2 separate regions of the Columba livia genome follow, and region 1 is linked to region 2. Evidence: chromatin contacts called from public Hi-C data. All regions are on one chromosome and are shown on one strand. The core of a region is the stretch at or near the end of the contact, and the rest is flanking DNA. Distances in the headings are between cores, read along the strand shown. Region 1 overlaps SEMA5B (semaphorin 5B). Region 2 overlaps SEMA5B (semaphorin 5B).

Region 1 (5,174 bases), core at 25-2,524, 79 kb before region 2:
CTGAGATATATTGCTCCTTTACAAACACAGACGTTTCATCAGAGGACATCAAGACATGTTCTGCCTTTGTTTTGCCTTTCATAACTAAAAAAGACATCCCACAAAATAAACAAAATCCCTTGTTTCATTACCTCCAAACACGCTGCCAGGAGCCAGCCCCTGCAGCAGCCATCATCCTGCTCCCATCTGGTAAATGTCCTCTCCTCCCTTTCCCCCGCTCCCCCTTTTCTACCTGGGGAATTCAGCTGCTTCCAGAAAAAACTTGAAGAGAGAAAAAAGGAATAAAAAAGTTGGCCTGCATGGCCCACAAATAAGAACTGAAAAAAAGTGAAACCGTATGCCTTGTCCCCGGTGGCTCTGGGACTTGGAGCCAAACCAAGGCCATGAAAACAGAATATTGCTCTTTGTTAACCATAAATAAATAAATAAATAAATAAAGGACTACTCGCTCTTGCCTCTTGGGATGTGTTTTCTAAGGAGGAAGAAATGCCCTGTGGAGTTTATTATGTGTAGACGGGAAGTGTGCCTCCTAGGGAAAAGCAACAGAGGTAGTTTTTCCCTTGCTGATTTCTTTCCCGCCTTCCCATCACTCCTTTATTCATTTTGCAAGTCTCCCTCCCCTCCCTTCTGCAATAAGTGAAGCCACACAAAGGAACATGCAGGTAATTCAGCCACTCAGAACTACACAGCATCTCCTCTCCTATATAAACGATCAGTGTGTGGCCTGGGTTTCATTTGCAACTGTAAATGAAACAGGCCTACAACTGTGTTCATAATCCTCCTTAATTGAATTTCTGTGACAAAACCCAGACAAAATTATTACCCTCAAGTTAACAGTTTGCGCGGAGTAGCCAAGGGTTCCTGGGAAGCTTTAAAACAAATGCAGGACAAAACTGGATACCACAAAGCGGTTATTTGGTGTTGGTACCATTTGTTTGAATGGGGGGAGGTTTCCCTGGAGGAACAAGGCCATTTTAATATGAGGGACAGCCTAGAAATTCAACAAAGGCCAGAAAAAATGAGAATTAAATAAGCAGTAGAAGAGCTTGGATGTAAACCAGTACATGCTGCTCACACCACAGCTACTGGAAGGAGGTGTTGGGCTGTCCTGCCTTTTGAAAGAGCAGCTCCATTCACAACTTGGTGTGGGTAATTGAGAGAGATTCACAAATCCAGAAGGACTTGAAACAACTGTTTGGTTTGTGCTGAAGTTCACGCTCCTTTAAAGCCCACCATGTAATCATTTCCTTAACTCAATCACCAGTTATATGGTAAATACGCAGAGCATTAGTAATAATGCCAGGCCGCTGACAAAATATCAAGACTTATTTTTAAAATGTGAGAACCACTGCTAAATGGAAGCAAGGATGTAAAATGGGCACTGCCTTGAAGGGCACTCCCACTGCTTGCAGAAGATGAAAATTAAAGCCTTTCCTATGACCAAAATTTAGTGTTTGTTATTCTTTCAGATGATACAGATGTTTTCTTGAAGGATTGGGCGAAGCTGGTATGAACAGAGATGTCTGTTTGCAACAGATAATTCTGTGCATCATACGCCATGTACTTGGACAGACACCCTATTTTTACCCCAAAGCACCATGTTTTCGTCATCTCTGTATCAGATGGTAACTACAGCAAACTAGCAAAGTTATTAGGGATCAAAGCAGACCCTTTATGCTTCAGTTTACACAGAGCTGATCAGAGCAGTGAAAACCACGTCACCCCAAGGCAATGCCTGCCTGGGTTACACCCCCCATGCTCATAGAAGTTCATATCCTTTGCCATTTCAGCAGAAGGCAAGGCTATGAGGGAACGGGGAAGGTTGAGGTAATGGAAAGAGAAACGCTGTAGTTCTTCAGTGTGCGCTCATGTCCTGTGTGTCATGCAGACCACTCGCAGGCAGAGGGGTGATGGAAATTTAGGGGCAGAGGATGCTGGTGTGGCCTTATATGAAAATTCCCTCTAATGTAATTATGCAGCATGGAAGTAAAATACTGCTAGAAGCAATTAAATGAGCAATGCTGTTCAGAGAGCAGACCTCATTAGCACAGACCTCCGTGCTGCTGCAGGACAGAGTGCCCCTGTCCCCACCCTCACTTGCAAGGTGAAGCTGGAGTAATGAGGGACCTCAGAAGAGTTTCCAGGAGACATTTCCTCTCCCAGGGTTTCAGTGGGTAACAACCAGGTGCTACCGCCTTCCTCAACATCTCTGCTGCAACATGTTTCAGCAGTTGCATTAACACCTGGTTTTGAGAAATTGCTCGTTAGCCCTTGGGTCCTGTGCCACTTCAAGTAACATTTTAAGAACACGTTTTTATAGCTTGTGTGTTCTGTTTTTCCTCAGGCCATAAGTCAAATGCACTGAACAACACCAGGGGCAAAGTGAGACAGAAATAAATAGATGGGTATGCACATGCCTGCAACCCCCCACATACACACACACACATGATCAGGGCCAGAGATCAATGTCTTCAGGAAAAGGCATGCAGGGCTAAATTCATCACAGTGCATTGTCACTGGTGGCAAATGAAAGGAAAAGGAACATTTAAAAGGGTGATGAAATGTTTCAAGAAAAAGCAATATTTTTAATGTACTTGTAAAATCCATTGGCAATGACTTTTCTGGTTAATTGGTTTCATCTTATTAAACTAAAACCCCATTTTTAAAATACAGACATATTCAAGCATAAGTCCAATTTCTTCAGCAAAAACCAATACGCCATTTCAAAGAAGAAAATTAAGCAACATAAACCATTTCCATTAGCCTGAAAGTACAGCACTTGGTATGGGAAAGATAAATGGAACTGTGTGCTTGTCTTTTCTAAAATGTACTTTGGAAAAATCATGTTGCTAATTTACCCCAAAACTGCAGCCCCCTTCTTCCCAGGCCCTGTGAAAATGGATTAATATTTTGGGCCAATTATGCAGTGATTTATAAACCAGCCTTCTGCTATTTTTCCCTGCACTTGTCATGTTCAACTGCTTCCCCCTTATCAGACCATTCTCCTTCTCATTAAGTAGTCCCTCTGTCTCACTTGCCAAAGAACTGCCAATGGGCCCCTCATTTTACAGAAGAATAGACCCGGCCTTACCAATGGGAAAGGGCCTCTGATGTACCATGGACACAGCACAGTGAAGCGTGGTAATTTGCCTGTGTTAATGATGATACTTCACAATGATCAGGAAAACAAAAATCTTTAATACCTAAATGACATCCAGTCCTTTGGCAGCCTGTTGAATTCAAAACTGGTGGAAGCAAAACTCAGTGTCCCTTAAGAGATGAGCTAAAAGTGGCTGCAATTCCTAATCTGTATGGAATCACTAAAATGGGTTATTTGATGCTCAGAACAGGACAGAAAAAAAAACAATCCCAGTGTTTCAAAACATTTTAGCAGCTTAAAAGCAATGAATATTCGGGGAAAAATTAATGAACATAAAAGCAAACATTTTTTTGGACATACTATACACATGCATGATTCTCAGCTCCCATTACTCTGCTCTGTGTGAGGGATTTTGTGCAAAATACCAATGAAAAGTGGGCCTAAAGCATAATCACTTGTTTTTTCCTTTTTAGGTGAGAAGAAGTCATTATTGTGGGAAGGACAGAAGGGCAGTCTGCATGTGCTACTGCTTCTTTCTGAGGATTCTCTAATTCCACAAAGCACTGAGCTCTTGAGTGCTAAATCAACCCCCAGAAATGCTTTCAACCTCAGTTCTCATCAGAAGCTTTTCCCTTCTTAGAGCTGGTTCCCTGGACTGCCTGGCTGGGCAGAACACTGATTGCTTTGGCCAGTCAAAGTCTGGTTGTTCCAAAAAGTCAGTCTTCGAATAGAGCACATTAAGCTACTCAGTGGGAGAAATTCTGCTGTCATATTTGGCCAAACACGGCAGGCAGAACAGCACTGACTTTGCTGACATTATTTGGTGTGCACCAGAAGGAACTGGAGATCATAAATGATCACATGGTGCATGTTTGGTAATCCTCTGTCACTGTTGAAAGGTTGGGGAATAGACTTAAACATACGTTTAGGAAAAAAAAAAATAATAACCAATATTTACAATATAGCTCATATAAGAAAAGGCTTCTATGGTATTTTCCAAGTGCAGTGGGAGTGATTTGTCAGAAGTTGGCCAGTTGCAGCTTTGTAGGTTTTGTAGCACATTCCACACATTTCTGGTACAGCTGTGCAAAGCAGGAATGGGACTTGAATTCAAGAGGCTGCAGAAAGGTGAAATTGCTGAGAAATTAGGACAAAGTCATTTCAGAGCAGCACTTGTCCAGGCATTCTTCAATTCACAATGTTCAACACTCAACAAACCTTGAGGTAAACCTCTATCATAATTAAGCAATAGCTTCTGCTGTAGTGTTTGCAGTGGGTGTTTTTTAAGATTTTTCAATGTAGGGTTCATCAGTCTTACTGTCTTGCAACATTATGTTCTTACCACAGGAAAGGTTTGTCAACCCAGGTTGAAAATAAGCACCTAAAGACTCTCTAAATATCTGTTTACTCATTCTGGAGTAGCACTCAAGGGGAGTACTAAAATCTTCCGAGATAAATGTCACACACTGCCTGTTAAAAATTCCCCAAAATGTTGTTTTCTTAAGCCTTTCTTTACTAATGTGCCTGCTTCAATTAAAAAACATGTTCTAAAAGTCCCCCAAGGGGTGTATTTCAATGGCTGGCTTTTTGCAGAAAATTTGCAGAAAACGTGGCTATGGCGCTATGGCGCTAGCAACAGGGCTTTGGGAGGGACATGAGCAAATGATGTCCTTTAAAGACCAAATGATTTCCTGTAGGTTCAAATCTTACCATTTTTCTGAATGAATAAATTTTATACCTTTCATCTTGAGTTCTGTGGACCTTGCCAAGTTGAGACCATAATACTTATCATCAATTTATCAATAAGACCATGGATGACACTTCAGAGGCCTGATATTTGAGACCTGTCTTTTTCCCTAGGTCTCCCCTAGTGGAGACTCAGACATGGATTCCAGGTATTTTTGTAAAATAAATAACTTATTTTCAAGGTAGAGCATAGAGCAGCTCGAGCTGAGTGCCACCTGAAGAGGGACCCTCCGCAGAGGTTAATGCTAAGCAAACTTATGCCAAGCAAATTCTATATAAGCAGTCTCTATAAGTTCTATAAGGAGCAGTATACCAAATAATCCAATAA
Region 2 (5,440 bases), core at 1,221-3,720:
GAATAACTCCTTTGCATAAGATAACTTCATTTACTCACCACATTTTAAAAATAAATTGTATTCTAGAATAAAAGAACAGATTTTATGGAATTAAGTACCAGAGCAAGAAAGAAGTGAAGCAGCTTGAGCAAGGAACAAAGCAGGTTTTTAAACAACAACATGATGTGTGAGTGAGGACGACCAGGTTAAAGAAGCACCACAAAGCAGAGTTACAAGGAGAGCCCTTTCAGGGGCCAGGGCTGAAGAGTGTTTGATGATACTTGAACCTGTAGCACATTCAGCCTCTATTCCCGCATTCTATAGTGAACACCAGCCATGGAGTGACTATAGGAAAGCAAGAGGCAAACTACAACATGAGTTGTGTGGAAGAGTCTCTCTACCAACAGCTGTTTCCTTTAATAAACAGGACAGACTGCCAGTCTCCAGAAGGTGACAAACGCTTGAGCACAACTCTGCAGAGAAGGTGCTGGTGGGGCTTCACACAGCAAGATGGCAACTTTGAACTGAATCCACGGATTATTGTGTACCGAGTGTATTGCTTTAGTTATTGAAAGAGCTGATAGAGAAAAGCAAGAAAACATTTCGGTATCAAAGTTATTTGTCAGAATTGTTCATTTGATGACACTGTGGACTTTTAAAAAACATCTTTTTAACAGTTACCATTAGTATTCATAAGGTATCCATCAGCAGCATTTGGCCTTGCTTTATAGGAAAAAATAATTTCCCAGAAAGGGCAGGGACTATTTCAAGGCCCTTCTGCTTTAACATAAAGAATTCATCATACTTCTGCTGTCAAACAAGAAAAAGCAACTGACTGCAGGGCTCTCATTCACTGCCTCCCTCTACGGGCTTAGGCAAGGACCCCAACTTCTCTTTACCTCAGCTTATTCCCTGGCAAAACAGAATTTTTTTCACTTAGGAATCATAAAGGATGATGCAATGGGTTTGATATATTACAGCTGGATAAGGCACAAAGAAACATGACAACTTTCCTGTCCTCTACATGTGCTACTAAATATAGAGGAGCAACACGGTTCTAGTTGATTCTTGTCTTTCTTCTTACTGCTGCCTTTCATTTTCTGCAGAAGCTTTCTCCTTTTTCAATATGCTTAAAAAACATTAAAAATTTACTGACATCCCACCACGCTTTAATATGCTGTTACCACCTGGTTTCATATCAACCAGAAAGCTGGCTTTTCCCATTTGCTTCTGTGTTTGCAAGTATGTAAAAGACTGAAGTTCTTGAAGATACAGCCTACAAGTAAAGTTCTTAGGAATCTTGTTGACATGGAATATATCTAGTCTTGTGGGTGAAAATTCAGAGGTGAATATATTTTAAGCAAATCTCCAGCCCCTACCAAGATTTAGCTATTGCGGAGTTCAGCTGAGCCTGTGTTCAGCTGAATGCTGATGGTATAGTTGATGCCCAGGTTGGGGAATGGACTAGATAATGTGTCAAGATTTGTTCTAGGAAGTCTGGCTACTGATATATTAAATTAGTGTCTGGCTGTTTATCAGATGCAGCTCAATATTTCATTACAAAGTTTAAATCTCAGCTCTTAAAAAAAAATACAAGCCAGAAATCTAGAAGTATATGGGAGAAAGGAAACACAACCTTTGAAACCCTCTGTGAAACAGAGGGGCCAGCAAAATACAAAGAGCTTTGTAGCATTTTGGAAATTAATAGCAGCCCGTTTTTATCAAATAAATGCTGTTGTAGCTGAAACAACACAGATTGCAGACACATTTGTAGCTTTCTGTCTTACAGAGAAGCCAAAGTTTTCGGGGAAAGATCTTCCTACATCAATCTGCTTTGAAGTGCTTCCTACAATCATGATAATCTGTTCCAGAAACTGGTCATAATAGAAAACACCATTTCAAAGCAGTCTACAAAGCACATTTCCAAAAACGCTTTCAGTTATACCTCAATTACAAATATGCCACTGAGCCACTTACTTTTTCATCTAGGAGGGTTGGCTGTGATAAGCACACATTTTTCCTGATCTCCTGCCTTTTAATCATGTCTATCAAGTCATTGTAACTGACAGACATGTTAGTTCTGCTATTCAAAACAAATAAGAGATGCCTAAATTACACTGCTGCATTTTAAAGAGGTACTGTCAGGTTGAAAACCTGGGGCCAACTCCCGCAGCCCAGACTCAGGTAATCTGCCAATTTCAAAAGCAAATCGTCCTTGGATAAAAACTGCAAGACATGAACTTTTGGGGGTTTTGTTTGCTTGTTTTTAATGAAAAATCCAATTTTAGCTTACATAAATGGAACTTTTGCTACTGGTGTCCCTTGGTACAGGATCAGGCCCTTATCTCTTCTGGAAATATCTTAGAGCATTAGAACTGCAGACATCAGATTATTTCCAATCCTTTATACTATTAATTCAAACCCCCGATTCTACCAGGTAGAAGTCTGCCATGCAAATAATCCCACTGGCTCAGGTCCTTGCGATAACTTCACTGGAGCACTTCAGTAGTTCATTTGGTCTATTTGTGGAGAAAAGTCTTACTCGAGCCAAGTAAAAACTTCAGAGGTTTGGGTTTTTTTTCCTTCCTGAGTTGAATCAGCTTGAGAAAGGAAAAAAAAGGCAAGCCTCATTATTTTATTTCTGTTTCTAATCAATTGCATCTGCAGCCCATGCTCAAACATTTGGGAAGCCTAAAATTCACTAGAAATAGCGATCTTGTTGTTTGGGCTTTTTAAAAAAATTAAACTTGAAATGTTCCTCTTGATGCTGGGTTTTGAAACAATACAATCTTGCAGACCTAATTCTGGAAAAATACCATCCCTATGCAACCTTTTCCCATAGGTACAAACTTGTCTTTGAGCTTTGGGCCTCATAGTTCTAGTCCTCAGTCAAGGAAAACCGCAGCTCTTCAATGAGGCTGCACTAGTGTACCTGTGAGTAGAATTAGGCTCTTGCACTTTTCACGGACGTCCAAGTCCTTTGAGAGCTTTGTAAATGGATAGCAGAGTAGGCTGCCAGAAAACAAAGAGTTTTCATTAAATGATAACATCTTTCCAAACTAAAAACAGAAATGGTATTACTTATGGGAAGGTTCTAGTCCTCCCAGACCACAAGTATCACAGTTAAGGTTAGTGCAGCCCAACCATACACTAGTATAACGTTTGGAAATAGTTTAAGAGTGCTTGCCTTCTGTTAGCAATCAAGAACTCAGGCCGGTAAATTCTCACCCACAGGTCATTTCAGTGAAATGAGTAACACTTCATGCATTTCTACAGATTACAAAAGTGAGTTTTATTCTACAAACTCAGATCTTACACTTGCAAGAACAGAATGGTTTCCGCACCAGAAATTCAACCTGAACTCTGCCCTTAGTTTAAAGTGTCTCTTTTCTCTTTGCCAACATCGCAGATCTCCTGAGCGAAAGACAGTCTGGTTGTGCCCAGGTAAAGCAGAGACAGATGTTTTGACATTTCCCTGCAGAGAGCTCCTCTGATCCAGCGCTGCTCTGATTTCCAAGCAGTGCTGCTGCAGTCCCTGCCCACCTCCCAGCCGCCCTCCTCTGCCACTACAAACCTGCTGTTGCCTTTTGCCACTACAGCTACTACAGTTCTTCACCAGGCACATATCGCACCAGGTTCTGCATGTCAAGAGCTTCCTATACCACTATCCCTATTTTCTGCCTTATGACTTTATAGTCCTTCCCTCCTGCTATCTATCCACTCAGTTCTGCTCTGCAATCTCTGCTGTTCCAGTTCTCCCAAACCTTTGCAGCTGTCAGCGTTACTGTCTTCTTTAGCCAGTAGCATCCTTAGGAAGCATGCAGAGAACAGCCATCAGGCAATAAGGACTGAAAAAAACACAGAAGAATCCAGTACCATACTGAAATATCACAGAGAAATTAAGAGATGACCTGACTGCAGTTCACAAGTATTTCCACAGCAAGAAAAAGTGATGCTCTAAAGATGAGAGTGTAAGAGAACCAAGAACCTGGTAACTGAGAAACTAAGAGGCAACATAATCACAAAGGCTGCTGAATTTTAAACACCTAACCAAGATGTTTTCTTCCTTCAGAAATATTTAAACCGAAATTGAATGCTTGTTTAGAATACTTGACCAGCTCAAACATGAATCAGCTCAGGGAAATTCTGTGCCTTCAGGGAAGACAGACAAAATGACTGAAAGCACCTTTCTGGAGTTAGCATCCATCACTGTGGGAGGAGGGACTAGAGGGGGAAGAATCCCATGAATCAAAACTAAAATGCTAACCAAAGGGTGAAATGCTAAAAACGCAGTTCACATATATTCTCTCACAAGTTAATGCACTTCATTTAAGACCAAGTAACCACAGAAAAGCCTGCTTCCCTAAAGTACATCAGCTGCAAATCTGCCAATGAGTTTTCAATGAAAAATTACATTTAGGTTTGTCAGCCTTGATACACTTAGTCTTTATGAAACTAGGAATGAAATATAACGTTGGGAGTAATCTTATCCAGTCGTCTTAACTAATTTACCATTTTGGATGCCTTAGCTTATGAACTTTACAGAGAGATTCTTGGCAAAGAAGGATGGCATTGTAACTTCAACCTTCTTAAATTAACTCACACCAGCTATTCTCAGTAGTACCATCATTATCTGTGAATCTGTGCTCAAATGAAGAATCAATAAATAAATATGAGAAGAAATTTAGGGAAAAAACGAAGTGCTATTAGCATTCCAGGAGTATAATAAACTCATAATTCTCCGAGGCAAAGCAGTGAAGCCTGGATTTGCAAAGCAACCATAGACAAGGAGATGCACAAAGCTCATTCCAAATATAAGTTGGTTTAATATTTCAAAGACCTGTTAGAAGGAATACACAGCATTAGCAATATCATGGTTTGTATTCCTGATGTACAGTCCTAGACAAATACAGAAGGTATCTAGTAAATTACTCTCTCAGGAACAATTTCTGTTGGTTAAGGGGGGAAAACATTAAATTTTAAAGATGTTAATCATTTGCTTTTGTTTTAATTCAGTCTATATAGATGCAGGTCTGGTGTGCATATAAAAATACAAAATATAGGAAAGATCCCTAGTTCATCTTCAAAATGTCAGGACCAATTGTGCATTTGTGATCAGGGTATTTTTTTTCCTCAGACTGCAGTCCCACTAACTCGAACTGAACTGCCTAGGTGAGGAAAGGATTTGCACTATCAAGTTACCTACTAGCAACGAGACAAATGCATAGTCTTGTAATGCACAAGTTCAGGGCTCTGATGCAGGAAAACAATTAGAAGAAACATTTCATTCATAGGATTTAACTACATATTTAGGATTAAGTACATGAATAAGTGTTTTCAGGGGTTGTAACCTTGCCTCTGCCACTAATGCACTCTACGACCTTGAGCGAGTCACATAAGACCAGACTTTTTACAGACCTCAAAGTCTAATTCGTACTGATTTCAGCTGCTGGCAACCCCA

Evidence for each region. Hi-C and Micro-C count contacts between places; a contact is called where the count stands out from the background.
Region 1: a Hi-C map of crop shows a contact between it and region 2, with 2.4 times the contacts expected there. The contact joins two enhancer-like sites. A contact is called at or near these places in 2 of 2 Hi-C or Micro-C datasets (crop and liver).

What each region holds. Positions count from the first base shown.
Region 1 is chr7:11,917,276-11,922,449 of bColLiv1.pat.W.v2, reverse strand. All of the region lies in intron 4 of SEMA5B (semaphorin 5B), which reads right to left. Among named protein-coding and RNA genes, the nearest start is that of SEMA5B, 89 kb to the right of the region's middle. Within about 2 kb of position 1,274, at least 2 of the 3 cell types and tissues checked have an H3K27ac peak away from gene starts, as active enhancers do.
Region 2 is chr7:11,838,716-11,844,155 of bColLiv1.pat.W.v2, reverse strand. All of the region lies in intron 1 of SEMA5B (semaphorin 5B), which reads right to left. Among named protein-coding and RNA genes, the nearest start is that of SEMA5B, 10 kb to the right of the region's middle. Within about 2 kb of position 2,470, at least 1 of the 3 cell types and tissues checked has an H3K27ac peak away from gene starts, as active enhancers do.